Regions from separate parts of the Sus scrofa genome. Here region 2 is linked to region 1. A link is a contact called in public HiChIP or PLAC-seq data. All regions are on one chromosome and are shown on one strand. The core of a region is the stretch at or near the end of the contact, and the rest is flanking DNA. Distances in the headings are between cores, read along the strand shown. Region 1 has its middle 16 kb from the start of TMEM30B. Region 2 overlaps PRKCH (protein kinase C eta type).

What was found. HiChIP or PLAC-seq counts read pairs in DNA pulled down with a chosen protein or histone mark.
Region 2: an H3K27ac HiChIP or PLAC-seq map of alveolar macrophages shows a contact between it and region 1. The contact joins two enhancer-like sites. A contact is called at or near these places in 1 of 5 promoter capture datasets (liver), 20 of 47 Hi-C or Micro-C datasets (alveolar macrophages, blood, embryonic fibroblasts and 11 more) and 1 of 2 datasets of contacts at active chromatin or transcription factors (alveolar macrophages).

The regions. Positions count from the first base shown.
Region 1 is chr1:190,184,603-190,191,839 of Sscrofa11.1, forward strand. No RefSeq gene overlaps it. Among named protein-coding and RNA genes, the nearest start is that of TMEM30B, 16 kb to the left of the region's middle. Within about 2 kb of position 2,824, at least 8 of the 83 cell types and tissues checked have an H3K27ac peak or open chromatin away from gene starts, as enhancers often do. A contact at or near this core is called in alveolar macrophages, where this site is marked.
Region 2 is chr1:190,343,118-190,350,354 of Sscrofa11.1, forward strand. The region is part of intron 9 of PRKCH (protein kinase C eta type); the gene reads left to right. Among named protein-coding and RNA genes, the nearest start is that of PRKCH, 140 kb to the left of the region's middle. Within about 2 kb of position 3,939, at least 10 of the 83 cell types and tissues checked have an H3K27ac peak or open chromatin away from gene starts, as enhancers often do. A contact at or near this core is called in alveolar macrophages, where this site is marked.

The DNA of each region.
Region 1 (7,237 bases), core at 1,574-4,073:
TGGTTCTCTAACTTATCCTTAAGTCATTCCTTACTACATCTCTTCCTTCTTCTCCCTTTCCAACACATTTTAGGATCTTAACTGAGCCTGAGAAAAAAGCAAAGAGCTTAGTACTGAGGCCAGTTTGCAAACATCATCACTTCTAATGATCTCCCTATAAAGTAATAAACCTTTCACAAATAACTAAGTCTTTAACTTTTTCATTTAGATCCTTTGCTTATTTTTTGGTGGCTTTTGTATTTATGAAATCAGCCTTGCATTCTGGTAACCCTGGAAGTTAATTCAGGAAACATTTGCGATTGTACATAAAGCAATGTGTGGTCTTCATTCCCCAAAGAACTTAAAGGCAGGTGGCAGTAAAATATCTGTTTTCCACATTGTGACATTTTAATGGAATTTTTGTCATTTTGAAAATATTATGTGATAAGTGAAGAGTAAAATAGCATTATTTATTTCTTTAATACCCTCTCAATTAGAGCAGGATTTTTAAAATAATTCTTTTTTTTTTTTTTTTCATGATTAGTATTTCAGTTCTGATCTTTTTTTCTTCCTCGCTTTCATTTATGGTTTGGGGCCATTAGGTGGCGCTGTGCATTTCAAATATGAAAAACGAGTGAAATTCCAGTGCAGAAGAAAGTAATATGCATTAGTTAACATCGTCACATTCTTGTTTCAGTGAGGACAGAGATTTTTTTATTTTTCACATAAAAATGTCAAGCATTATAATTCATCAAAAAACAATCCAGAGCATAATCCTGTAGTCTCATATGAAACTTCCTTGCAGAAACAAAGTTTTCCTTCCTATGCAACATAAAAGCAATGCCTCAGATGGTGTGGGACTCCTTAGACAAATGAGATATTCTAACCCTTTCACCTCCCCTCTGGAGCATTGCGCTCCTGATTTTCTAATAGTGTTGATGAACTTGTATTAATGGAGCCATAGTCTCTTCTTTGGAGGTCCTTATTATGCAAAGCATTTATGTACATATAGGATGCAACTTTGTTTACGCATTATCTGAAATGCTAGCTTTAACTCTGGAAAGTATAAAAGTAACTGGCTTTCTTAGGGATCAATCCCAGGAGATAGCTCCATTACTCTCACTGTTAACCAGCTAAGGGAAGATGTTACTCAAGTTTCATCCCCAGATAGAATGTACACAGCCCCTGCTGTACCAACATTCTCTTTGTTCCCCTTATTTCTAGCCTTCCCTCCCACTGCACACCCCAGTCACTCCAGAGCTCTGCCAGAGGCCCTTGTCCTCTCTCCCACAGTTTCCCGGAGCAGTCTTACCTGTGTCTAAGACTCTGCTTACCTTTAGGGGTTGATGTTTCCCAGTGTGTATCTTCAGCTCATGTATCCACTTCTTCCACTGAGATGTCTTCTGGCACTTTTAAACTTAACTAATCAAAAGTGGAACTCACCATGCTCAGCTCCAAACTAGCCTGCCCGCTCAGGGGCAGTGCCACCTTCATCTGTGCCATTGCCCATGCGGAGATCTGACGGTCAGACTCAGTCCTCTTTCCCCTTTATTCCCCATGTCCTTTCACACCTTCAGCTTGCATAAGTTCCCAGGTGCGGGATCAAACCCTCACCATAGCAATGACAGTGCCAGGTCCTTAGTCCACTGAGCCTCCAGGGAACTCCTTCCCCTTAATGTGCATTCTGCCGCTACCCTGGACATAGGCTGGATCATCTCTCAGTTGGATGATGATTGTTACCTTCTCCTAGTCTTGGTCCCTCTGAACCCATTTTTTTACGTTTTAGCCAGACTGATCCTCACATAATGGGATGTCACCTTGTTTAGATCCTGCTGGAAACCTTCAATAGCCTCTCATCTCCCTCAAGACAGATCCAAACTCAACGTGAACATAAGGCCCTGGGCTCTTCCCACCTCTCTGGCTTTATCTCCTCCGTCTCAAACTCTGTAGTCTGTCCTTAGACACACCTGTCAGTGTATCAGCCTCCCACCTCTGCAGCACTGTCCCCTCTGCAGTGCTGTGCTCTCCACCTACCTCTCCTGCATAATTACCAGCTTAGATGCCTCTGCCTCTGGGAAGGGAACGCTCCCCTTGCTTCTGCATATCAGATAAGTTCCCTCCCTATCACAGCCCTTATCACACCATATGGTAATTTTCTGTTAGTGCACCCTCGGACTGTACAATCAGCTCTACTTTCCTCTACATCCTATCTCCACGATCCAGCACAGTTCTTAGAACATAGTAGGTCCTCAATAAATATCGTTGGAATGAATAAATGAACACTTGGTCTACACCGCTCATTTCCATTCACTCTATAACCCAGGTCCGTTGTCTTCCCAGCTCACTCAGGCAGGAGCGAGTCCTTTCTGCCAACGACTGCCATGGCACCGGCACAAACCTCAGTCAGAGTACTGTGTTGTATGGAAGTCATGCAAAGCCGTCTTCATTAGACTTTGCACTCTTCAGGTCAGGCCAGTGTCCGCATTAGGTATTCCATAGAGTCTGGAAGGAACAGATTTTCCTGCTTCCAAAATTATGCAGCCAAGTGTGAAGATAGAATAAGTTTTCTCCTGATTTGGGAGTTTAGGCCTTGTTTTGTTTTTATGGTTATTACCTTCAATTTTAGTTTTTTTTTTTTTAATTTATTTTACTCAGAACTCTGAGGTTTAAAACCACAAACCTTTGCTTGGGGAAAACGACTCATGCACTCATTAAAGGGTGTTAGGTCCCACGATGTCTGAGTGAGGCTGTTAGAGTTTCCAGTGTGTGTGTGAGGGATGTGTGCGTTCACTCCTGTTTCTCTCCACCAGCCACTCTGTGTGCTCACTTCCTTCAGAGGAAGGAAGTTGATTATCTGTTCCATAGTCATACCATGTGGTAATATTGCTCAAGCATATACTGTGGGGCAGACAGGGTTGTAAGCAGTTTACATGCATTAACTCAATCCTCAAAAGAATCCTTTGAGACTGGTGCAATCAGGTGTTATTCCCATTTTAGAGATAGAGACTAAGGTACTGAGAGGGTTGGTAACTTATCCAGGGATGAGTGGAGGAGCCAGAATTTAGGCCTTGGCAGTTTGGCTCCAATCATGACCTCTTATCCCCTATAATACAGAGACAGCTTGAGAGGAAACACATTTTTGATTATTTTAATTAGGGATGCTAGCTGCCATTTGACATTTACTAAAACCACGTCACGTGGGCCTGTTTCCATATGCAAACATCTCTGAGTAAAAGGGCGGTTTGTTATCCAAACCTCCCATCTACTCTGCTTCAAACCAGAGCATTCTCGGCCCCAAACCTGGCAGAAGCTTTGTCACCATTTGCCTTTCAGGTATTCAGTCTTACTTTCTCATCTCCCTGACAGTTTTCTTGAGATAAGCAAAGCCTTGCTCAGTTCTCTACAAACGAGAGCCTTCTTTCTTGCTTTTCTCGATCATAGGTCTCTAACTGCTAAGTTACTTTCCTTCCATCCTCCTGATCCTAATTTAGAGATTTCTTCAGTTTTATAAGATCTCTTGCTAAATGTTATTCACTGTGTGTTATATTATACCACAGGTGCTATTCCTAAGTGCACCTCATCTAGCCTGAAATCAAACTAGAGCACTGCAGCTCACAGCTGCAGAATTTAACAAGCTGCATTATTTGATATAACACTGTGTGGTCATATATATTTATCCATTGTTAGAAAGTAAATGTTTAAAGTAAATGTTTCAAAGGATAAAGCACATTTTTTTTCATATAGTTTGAATACTATCTGACCTTTTAGAAAGTGAAAGTGATTTAGAAAGGTCTTTCCATATGTAAGTTTTTTCTGTCTTTTTTTTTTTTTTTTTTTGCTTTTTAAGGGCTGCACCCGTGGCATATGGGAGTTCCCAGGCTATAGGTCGAATTAGCTGAAGCTTCAGGCTATGCCACAGCTACAGCAATTCCAAGTCCAAGCAGCATCTTTTTTTTTTTTTTTTTATTTTCCCACTGTACAGCAAGGGGGTCAGGTTATCCTTACATGTATACATTACAATTACATTTTTCCCCCACCCTTTCTTCTGTTGCAACATGAGTATCTAGACAAAGTTCTCAATGCTATTCAGCAGGATCTCCTTGTAAATCTATTCTAAGTTGTGTCTGATAAGCCCAAGCTCCTGATCCCTCCCACTCCCTCCCCCTCCCATCAGGCAGCCACAAGTCTCTTCTCCAAGTCCATGATTTTCTTTTCTGAGGAGATGTTCATTTGTGCTGGATATTAGATTCCAGTTATAAGGGATATCATATGGTATTTGTCTTTGTCTTTCTGGCTCATTTCACTCAGGATGAGATTCTCTAGTTCCATCCATGTTGCTGCAAATGGCATTATGTCATTCTTTTTTATGGCTAAGTAGTATTCCATTGTGTATATATACCACATCTCCCGAATCCAATCATCTGTCGATGGACATTTGGGTTGTTTCCATGTCTTGGCTATTGTGAATAGTGCTGCAAGGAACATGCGGGTGCTCGTGCCTCTTTTAAGTAGAGTTTTGTCCGGATAGATGCCCAAGAGTGGGATTGCTGGGTCATATGGAAGTTCTATGTATAGATTTCTAAGGTATCTCCAAACTGTTCTCCATAGTGGCTGTACCAGTTTACATTCCCACCAACAGTGCAGGAGGGTTCCCTTTTCTCCACAGCCCTTCCAGCACTTGTTATTTGTGGATTTATTAATGGTGGCCATTCTGACTGGTGTGAGGTGATATCTCATGGTAGTTTTGATTTGCATTTCTCTTATAATCAGTGATGTTGAGCATTTTTTCATGTGTTTGTTGGCCATCTGTATATCTTCTTTGGAGAAATGTCTATTCAGGTCTTTTGCCCATTTTTCCATTGATTGATTGGCTTTTTTGCTGTTGGGTTGTTTAAGTTGTTTATATATTCTAGAGATTAGGCCCTTGTTGGTTGCATCGTTTGAAACTGTTTTCTCCCATTCTGTAAGTTGTCTTTTTGTTTTCTTTTTGGTTTCCTTTGCTGTGCAAAAGCTTTTCAGTTTGATGAGGTCCCATGGGTTTATTTTTGCTCTAATTTCTATTGCTTTGGGAGACTGACCTGAGAAAATATTCATGATGTTGATGTCAGAGAGTGTTTTGCCTATGTTCTCTTCTAGGAGTTTGATGGTGTCCTGTCGTATATTTAAGTCTTTCAGCCATTTGGAGTTTATTTTTGTGCATGGTGTGAGGGTGTGTTCTAGTTACATTGCTTTGCATGCAGCTGTCCAGGTTTCCCAGCAATGCTTGCTGAATAGACTTTCTTTTTCCCATTTGATGTTCTTGCCTCCCTTGTCAAAGATTAATTGACCATAGGTGTCAGGGTTTATTTCCGGATTCTCTATTCTGTTCCATTGGTCTGTCTGTCTGTTTTGATACCAGTACCACACTGTTTTGATGACTGTGGCTTTGTAGTATTTCTTGAAGTCTGGGAGAGTTATGCCTCCCCAAGCAGCATCTTTGATCTACGCCACAGGTCATGGCAACGATGGATCTTTAACCCACTGAGCGAGGCCAGGGATAGGACACATTTCCTCATGGATACTAGTTGGGTTCGTAACCCACTGAGCCACAATGGGAACTCCCCCATATGTAAGTTTTTAATCCATGGTTTTCCTGTATCTTTTCTATTTTTAATTCAATCTTGAACCGGAGCATTTTTTGAGCATTTCGTTCACTATCTCCTATCTAATATATTTGTTTCTCTGGATGTTTTCTTTTTCCTAGGGGTGCTGGAATACTCCAGTGGAATATATAACAAACAGGAAGGGACTCCTATTTGAAAGGAAAATGTTTAAATACTTTTTTCAAGACCAATAGTATATTTGGGCTCAAAGAACTTCTATATGAATATCACTCAATCATTTGTTCAATCAATACTTATTGAGCACCTACTAAGCCTGGCAGCATGCCAGGCACTGGGGAAATGAGATAAAAGTACAGTCTCATCTTCAATGAATTTGTAGTGTAGGGTAGGAGAGAATAATTATATTTAGACAATCAGAGTACAGTATGTAGGTGCTATAAGGCAATATACACTAAAAGAAGTATTTTCCAGATAAGGCTATAGGATCATTTTGGCATTATACTAGCTAACATATCTTATGGAACATATCTTATGGAACATTTTTTTAGGGCTGCACTCAAGGCATGTGGAGGTTCCCAGGCTAGGGGTCCAATCAGAGCTGTAGCTGCCAGCCTATGCCACAGCCACAGCAACAGCAACATCAATCAGATCCAAGTGTTGTCTGTGACCTACATCACAGCTCATAGAAATGCTGGATCCTTAACCCACTGAGCAAGGTCAGAGATTGAACCTGCAACCTCATAGTTCCTAGTGGGATTTGTTTCTGCCGCGCCATGAACTCCTCTTACGGAACTTTTGATTTCAATTATTTAAAAAATTTTAAATAAAAAATTTCAGAATGTTTCAACTTTTGTATGTTTTTGTTATACTTTGGAGGATGCAACCTATTTATTTTTAATTGAGGGGAAATGTCCATACAGTGAAATGTACTCATTTAAAAATACAATTTTATGGGTGTGCTAATGATCCATCCTTGTAACCAGTACAAAAAGTTTACTGTATAGAACTTTTCCATCATTCCAGAGAGTTCTCTCAAGACTTCATCCCAGTGCTGTCCTCCATAAGCAACCATTGATCTGGTTTCTATCACCAGAATTTTGCCTGTTCTATTTCTTTAATAGACATAGGGCTATTCAGATTTTCTATTGTGTCAGTTTCTTCTTGTGTCAGTTTTTATATGCTCTGTTTTTCCAAGAAATATTTTCATTCAAATTCAAGTCATTGAATTTATTGGCACAATGTTTTACATGACAGTCCCTTATTCTATTAATATCTGTATGATCTGTATCCCTTTTTCATTCCTACTATTGGTAACTTCTGTGGGTTTTTTTTCTTGATCAGTCTTGCTAGAATATTAAAAAGTTATTAATCCTTCAAAGAATCAGCTTTTGACTTTATTCATTTTCTCTATTTGTTTTCTATTTTATTGGTTTCTGCTTTCAAGTATTTTCTTTCTGCTACTTATTTTGAGTTTAATTTGCTCTGCTTCTGCCCTCAGCTTTTAAAAGTGTTTTTGTTCTCCAATGAAAATGTAAATAATGAAAATTCCTTCTAAGCAGTGATTTAGCTGCATGTCACAAATTTTCTAAATTCCCTGTGATTTCTTTTTTTGACTTATGAGATATTTAGAATTATGAAGTGTCTGTGCGGGTGGT
Region 2 (7,237 bases), core at 2,689-5,188, 160 kb after region 1:
ACCAATGAACTCACCATTTCCTTTCATGCTGTCCTGAAGAAGGATCACTTTGAGGCTTGTGTGTCCTAAGGTGGAAAAGGTCTTTATACATAAGTCTTCTCTAACAGAGAGAAAGTCACAGAAGTCTAAGAATACAGTAACGGTCATGGGCCTTTATCTTGCTGACCTTGGCCTTGGCTTCATTTCCTAAAAGCTGAACTCATTCTGACCCAGGGGAAAGAGTTCAGACCAGGGTAGGCCCAGAGAGGGCACCTTGATTTGTAATGTCCCCAGGCATTGCTCCTGGCCTCAGTCGGGGACCTTTGCTGGCTTCTGTGGACTGATCCTGGGATTCTAGTCTGGCTGTCCCATCACAGTGTGCATGTAGGAATGCTTTTTGGCTGCAGTTAACAGAATATGTGACTGATAGTGGTTGACACAATAAACAGAAAGGGTGAGTTTAGTTCATTAGCTCAGACTTTTTTCTTGAGAAGTCTGACAGTAGCAGTGTAAGGGTTGGGTTGGTTGCTTAGTGATATGAGGCATCTCTTCCCCTTGGGGGTCTCATGGTATTTGCCATGGACCTAAATGTCACACCTCATACAACAGCACCCAAAGCAGGAAGCACAGGGGACAGAGGCAGAAGGACTTCACAGGCTACTTTCCTTATATCAGGGAAAGACTTGAATTACAGGCTCACCATTAGCTGAGAGGGAGCCTGGAAAAGCCAATACCTTGCCAAGATAAGCTGCTTCACTGTGACTGGCTCCTGCCAACCTTGAGTCCTCCCTCCAGACAGAGCGCCTGGCTCCTCATTTAGCACTGGGCTCAGACCTGGGCTTCTCCTTTCAATGGAGAGGGAAGAGGCACCCATAAAGGCACCAAGAGGGTCTGCCACAGATATGACTTAACTTGCTGTCAAAGGCATTCTGAAAAGGAGAATTCGGGACCTGCCCTTCCCCTGTGCCACCATAAGGGAAGTAAAGGGTGTGGTGGGAGCGGGATGAAGGCTTCCCTCCTGGTCCATTGATGCTGCAGTGCATTTCTTGGGAGAGTGACAGCTGTGCTAGGGCTGGAGGGCCCAGTTAGAATTCATCAGGCAAAGAGAATGAAAGAGGCCATGGAGTACAGGGTAAATAGCTCAGGCCTGTGGCTACTGGTAAATGGGAGCAGGGGCTGTGATTAAAGCTCATGAGCATAAAAGGTGAGGTCAAGAAGGGGCCTGGTGAGAAGCAAGATAGCAGAAGTGGGCCAGGTAAGGATCAGTCTGTGAGAGCTTCATAGGCCCTGTTAAAGGAGCTTGGATTTTAGTCCCTAAGGATGAACAGAAGACATTCAAGCAGAGGAATAATCAGATTGAATTTTTAAAGTATAAAAAACTACATTTTTGCAATAGGTATTACAAGCATCCTCCAAGTATCCATTTCCTTTTTCAGCAGTGGCAATGCTGAGTCCTTAACTGTTAGGCCATGAGAAACACCTTCATATCCTTTCTTGAAAGAAACAATTATTACTAGTTTCCAGTGTAGCCTTTCACAGATTTTTTTTTGCACATAAAAACCTACACATTTTGTTCATCCATATTTATTTTAGAAAACACACATAAAGGGTAGTATATATTTGGCCACTATTCTGTACACCCCCCTCTTTTTAAGAGAAAAAGTCCAAAATAGTTTTATTGAGGGAATAAATCTCTATAATGTAGCTTGCAAAATGTATACAATTTAAAAAATTAAGCTATAGTTGATAAGTAACACTATATTAATTTCAGCTATACAAAGTAATGATTTGCTGAGTTCCCATTGTGGCTCAGTGGTAATGAACCTGAGTTCCGTGAGTATCCGTGAGGACATGGGTTCAATCCCTGGCCTCACTCAGTAGGTTAAGGATCCACATTGCCATAAACTGTGGTGTAGGTCACAGATGCGGCTCGGATCCGGCATTGCCGTGGCTGTGGCGTAGCTCTGATTCAATACCTAGCCTGGGAACTTCCATGTGCCGTGGGTGTGGCCCTAAAAAAGACAATAAATAAATAAATAAATAAATAAATAAAGACTTGCTCTTTCTATATGTGATAAAATGACCACCACAATAAGTCTGTTAACATCCGTCATCATACATAGTTACAGTGTTTTTGTTCTTGTGATGAGAACCTCTAAGAGCTACTATCTTAGCAACTTTCACATACGCAGTGCTGTGTTATCAACTCTAGTTGCCATGTTGCACTTTTCATGTCCATTCACCTCATTTTTTTGAAGACTGTAATAACATATCTTGAGATTGTTTCCTCTTTGTACATACCTGGCTGTCTCATTTGCCAATGGCTGCATAGTATCCTATTTTAAGAATGTGATGCATTTCATTTAACTGTTTCCTATTGCTGAATATTTAGGTTATACTTTTTTTCAATCCAAGTTTTAGTGAGTCCACTTATACTTTATCTTTACGTACTTGTACTGTGATTTCTATGTGATACTCTACTAGAAGTGGTCTTGCTTGGTCAGCAGTAGATGCATTTATAATTTTGATGGAGTCAAAATTATATCTTACCTCACTGCGGTTAGAGATAGCTAACATGTTATCACTTATGTACCGTTCCAAGTGCTTTATGGGTATTATCTCAGCAATCCTTACAGTAATCCTATGAAGTATGTTCTATTAGCATCCCTCCCATTTTACAGATGAGCAAACTGAGGCAGGAAGACATCTAGCTTCCAAGTGGCAGAGGTTTTCAGGCTAGTCCATCTGAATACTGAGCCCAAGCTCTTCCCACCTGCTTGCTGTATTTCTAAATTCTCACTCCCAAACCACGTGAGAGAAAGCTTATTTCCCCCACCCTCCTATCGTGGCAGGCTACTTGTCATTTTGATGGTTGGAGAGGTTTTGAAAAAAAGTGTCTTTAGAGTTCTGATTGGCATTTCTCTGACAGTGAGTGATGCTGAGCTTTCACATATGTTTAAGGGCCATGTATGTTGACACAGTCACATGTGCAGCCTGGAGAATGGATGGAGCAGGGAAAGCTGGAAGCTGGGAACAGGGAGGAAGTGTGAAGAGGGACACATGGCATGTACTTCCAGGCAGTCCAAGTATATCCTGAGGAGCCGGGGCTTCAGCTAATAGCTTCTGGGGCACTCCTTCTTCCCGCCCCTCATGGTCTGGGCTCCTTGAGGCCATACCCTCCTCACCAGAGTCTTCAGTGGCTCCAGGAGCCCTGCTGCTCTGCCCTGGAATCTCTGCTTCCTATCCCCAAGTCCCATGATTCTTCAGAACTCCAGTTTTGTCCATCCTCCCCTGCTACCCGGAGTACCACCCAAACGCTACTTGCCATGCTCTGTACTCTGTTCCCCTAAAGCCTTTCCTCTGCCCTCACAAATTGTTTGCTCAGAGAATAGTGAGGTGGCGGCTCTGGGCTCAGGAACATGCTTAGAAAGAAGGAACACTGGTGGGTGGTACTGGGCTTCAAGCTCACCTCCCCAGTCCATGGGTCAGGCAGGGCCACACTCAGGTCATCTTCCCAGGGCTGCACCAAAAAACAGATGGTTTCCTATGACTTTGGTCAGACGATAGTAACTGGCTGATAACCTTTGAGTCAGACCTTGACTGACATGGCTGTTTCAAGTTACTGTAATGAACAAATAAAGAACTGTATCCTACTCAAGTCCAGGGGACTTTTACCTACTAAAGGAAGTCCTCGTGATGCTAGAACAGCAGACTGAGATCTTAAGAACAATTAGTGGAAAAGAAATTAACCTGGGACATATTGGAAAATCAGTGACTATAGCATATATATTGCAGAATTTTCAAGAGCAACCTGAAGTATATAATATCCCTCAATGTTAGTGTCCATGTGGGATTTCCACTGTTTCGCAGGTGAAGCCTTTAAACAACACTGGCCATTTTTCCCCCGTGACAGTTTTATGTATGGCCACAAGGTGGCAGTCATTACCGCAAGGTGATTTTTATTTCTTCTCCCGGGAGAGAAAGGAGCTGCCTTTGGAGTTTAAAATTTGTGCTTTGCACTAGAGGTCTCCAAAGCAAAGGATAAAAGGAATTTCCACTTGCCCTAAATCTAGATGATAAACCAAGTGCTGGGAACCAAAGGCATTTTTCTCCTGCTGAGATAGAGATATGTAATTTTCATTTTGCTGTAGTTGAAGTTTTCTCTTGGATTTGCGAGTATCAGGCTCCACTAGCAAGGATGGCCTTTGCTCTCTGCATCTGTCCATCTGTCAGAAATCCTCAGTCACTATCCTCATTTGCTATTGAAAAACTAACTCTCAAGAACAGCAAACATGAGTGATCATGAGAAATTACAGAGGGTAAGGTTCTACTTTTTAGCTCCTGGGTTTGACAGGCCCTGACCTCTGAAATGAGATGCTAATAAGCGTGTAATGCTGAACTGTGACAGTCTCCCGAGCAGAATTAGAGGTGAGCTGAGGGAGGTGTGGGGGTCACTCCCCAGCTGTCTGCAACGTTATCACTTCTTCGTGAAAATGCTTGTAGAAGCAGCCCTCCTCTTGCAGCCCAGCCCCCACATGGAGTGGGTGTCTTTCAGGCCAGAGAAAGGGAGCAACTTGCTGAGGGTCCCTCGGGCTGTGAGTGGTGGAGACAAGGTTCATCTCTGGGTCAGGCTGACTGTGGAGGCCGGCTCCATCCACTTGCCGTCTCCCGCAACACTTAGCTTGTTGATTGTCCATCTACTAAAGCTTGTTGATTGTCCATCTACTAAAGCACCTCCTATCTGCCCTGGCTCCCCTCCAACCCCCTGATAGGGAGACAGCTTATCCCTTGGAAATGGAAGACCTGATTCCTTCCAGCTCTGTTTTCTTCTGTCCTAATGGCTCGTGACTACCTTAAAATTCCTCTGAGCCTTCAGGTTCTATGGTTGAGATGAAAGCAGGATTGCGGTGAGGACCAGAGGCGAGAATGCAGATGTGGTGTTGTTGCACGTGCAGCACTGTTCAAAAGCTAGTATGGGCCGGGTGCTTTGATGACCGCCTCCTTCCCCACCCCAAAGACAGATGTCCCCAGGGGCCAGCACAGACCCCACCCAGACACACCCCACAAAATAGAGTTTGGGAGCTCCTTTTGTTCTTGGCCAAAACAAAAAGATAAGCAAATTTCAAACAACAGATAATTTATCAAGTTTGCTACATAGGATTTTGAGCCCATCAATTATTGCCCCTGATCTTTTCATGATAATACATGCAACCTGCAAGTATATCATGATGTTGGCATCCTCATAAATTTCTGAGAGCATTGCCGATCCTAATAGTTTGTAAATGATTTGATAGTCTGGATCATGACTTACAAAAATGCTTTCTAGCCTTGGATCTGTTGATTTTATTTCTGATAATCTAGCTGTAGAAAACAATGTAAAGAGTGAATAAAGGTTATGCATAAAGATGTTTAATTTTCATTGCGCTCGTTACAGTAGGAAAATATTGGACACAGCCTCAGCGTTCAGCAATAGGAATCCACTGCAATACTCTTCTGTTTGGTGGTGGTTTTCAGCCAGGAGAGAAATAATTGCATATTGAGTAGCTAAATGGTTGTGTGTCACTGTCAGAAACCTCTGACATCTATTATTTACTGCATACAATCCTTACATCAGCCCTAGAAGATAGGTCTAGTTATTATCTTTATTTTCCTGCATGATAGAGTAAAGGAGTTGTTACTTGCTCTAAATCTAGTGTGGTACATGGTGGAGCTAGGAGATGGGAGCCCAGGAATGGAACAGAAGTGATGATCGTGAGCCTCATGAATCCATATCAGGTTCTGCCCAGGACAGTGACTTGGCCAGCCTGGTCACTCCTCCAAAAAAAGCCTGAAAGGAAATGATGCCAGGAATCTATCAGGGCCTGTTACTCAGGTAGTGGAATTACGGATGATCTTTCTCTTCTTTGTTCTGTCTGCCAGCTGCTGTAATGTATTTCTGTTTCTTTGTCAGTGGGGGTGGGAGGAGTGAGGTGTTCTGAAGTGGGGGGTGCAGCCTGGTGATGTGACACCGTGTTCCCCACTCTTTCAGGTTAAATTCACTTCACATTTCCTTCATCTCCAGCAGTGACTGTGGTGTCAGCAGCTGAGCCGCTGGCATTTGAGGCCTGGAATCTGGGGCTCCCCTTGGCTCTGTTGGAACCCTGGCTGAGTGCTGAGGGCAGGACAGGAGGACAAAGTAGTGGGAGCAGCAGGAGGGGGATGGCAGAGTCAACCCTGGTCAGATGCTTTAGCCTTTGTTCAGAGACCCAGTGTGTTAAAGCAGAGGTTTCCGTTTGGAAAACCTCAGATGCACTGTGCCCTGTGCTCAGGAGCTGTCTCTGGTCTCCAGGGCCCGGGCCACGTGAAGCCATGAGTCTGTTTTGGGGGAAGAACTTAGGTTTGCCTTTGTGACCTGCAGCCCAGGGAGGGTTACAGATGACCCGGGAATGCCTTTAGCAGGGACAGAGCTCATGCTCTCAGCTCCCTCCTGACGGAGTGTCCCAGGTCATCTGTGAAGCAGTGCACCTGGAGTTCTTGGCAGGGGTATGACCTTTGTTGAGAAGCCACCCCTCAATGTCAGTCACAGGGCAGAAATCCTGCCTTTGGGGGTAGCACAGACAGGAATATTTGCTGTCAGCTTACTCGACCGGGGCAAACTGACTTCAGTGCACTTAAGTCACACTTAAAATATGTATGTCTGAAAATCACCCAGCAGCATGGGTGCAAGGAAACTGTCTTTTCTCTGGGTTCTCCACTGTTATATTAAATATTAGCAAAGGAGTGTATGGATGAGAGAGAAAGACAGAAGAGAGAGGCAGCAGGAAAGTCATGTGACCCTGGACCGTGTCTTTCAAATTTCATCAGGAGCTGTCTACACTGCAGCCTTCAATGGGGGAGCTCTGAGTTCTCATCCTGACCTAGCCAAAACCCCCTTGTCTTGAAGAAGGTCCCCTGCCTTGGATTTTTTTTTTTTTTTCCCAGTTAAGTACCTTTACCTAAATCTGTATTCTTCTGTCATGGACCTGTTGTCAGAAATTCCTTCCAGAGGGACGCTCCACTGGCTTTATGCATGTGCGGTCAGGAGGTCAGCCAGCCCTAAAGAGCCCTTCAGCTCTCATTCCCTGTCCCAGGGTTCAGGGAATACCTGGCAGTGGCAGCCAGGCCCAGGGATGAGAAGATGCATTTGGTCCCTAAGCTCTAAGTCACAGTGACATCCTGGGCCAGGGCTGGGTGACAGTGAGTTAGGTGAGGAGACAGGGAAGTACAGCCACAAAAGCGG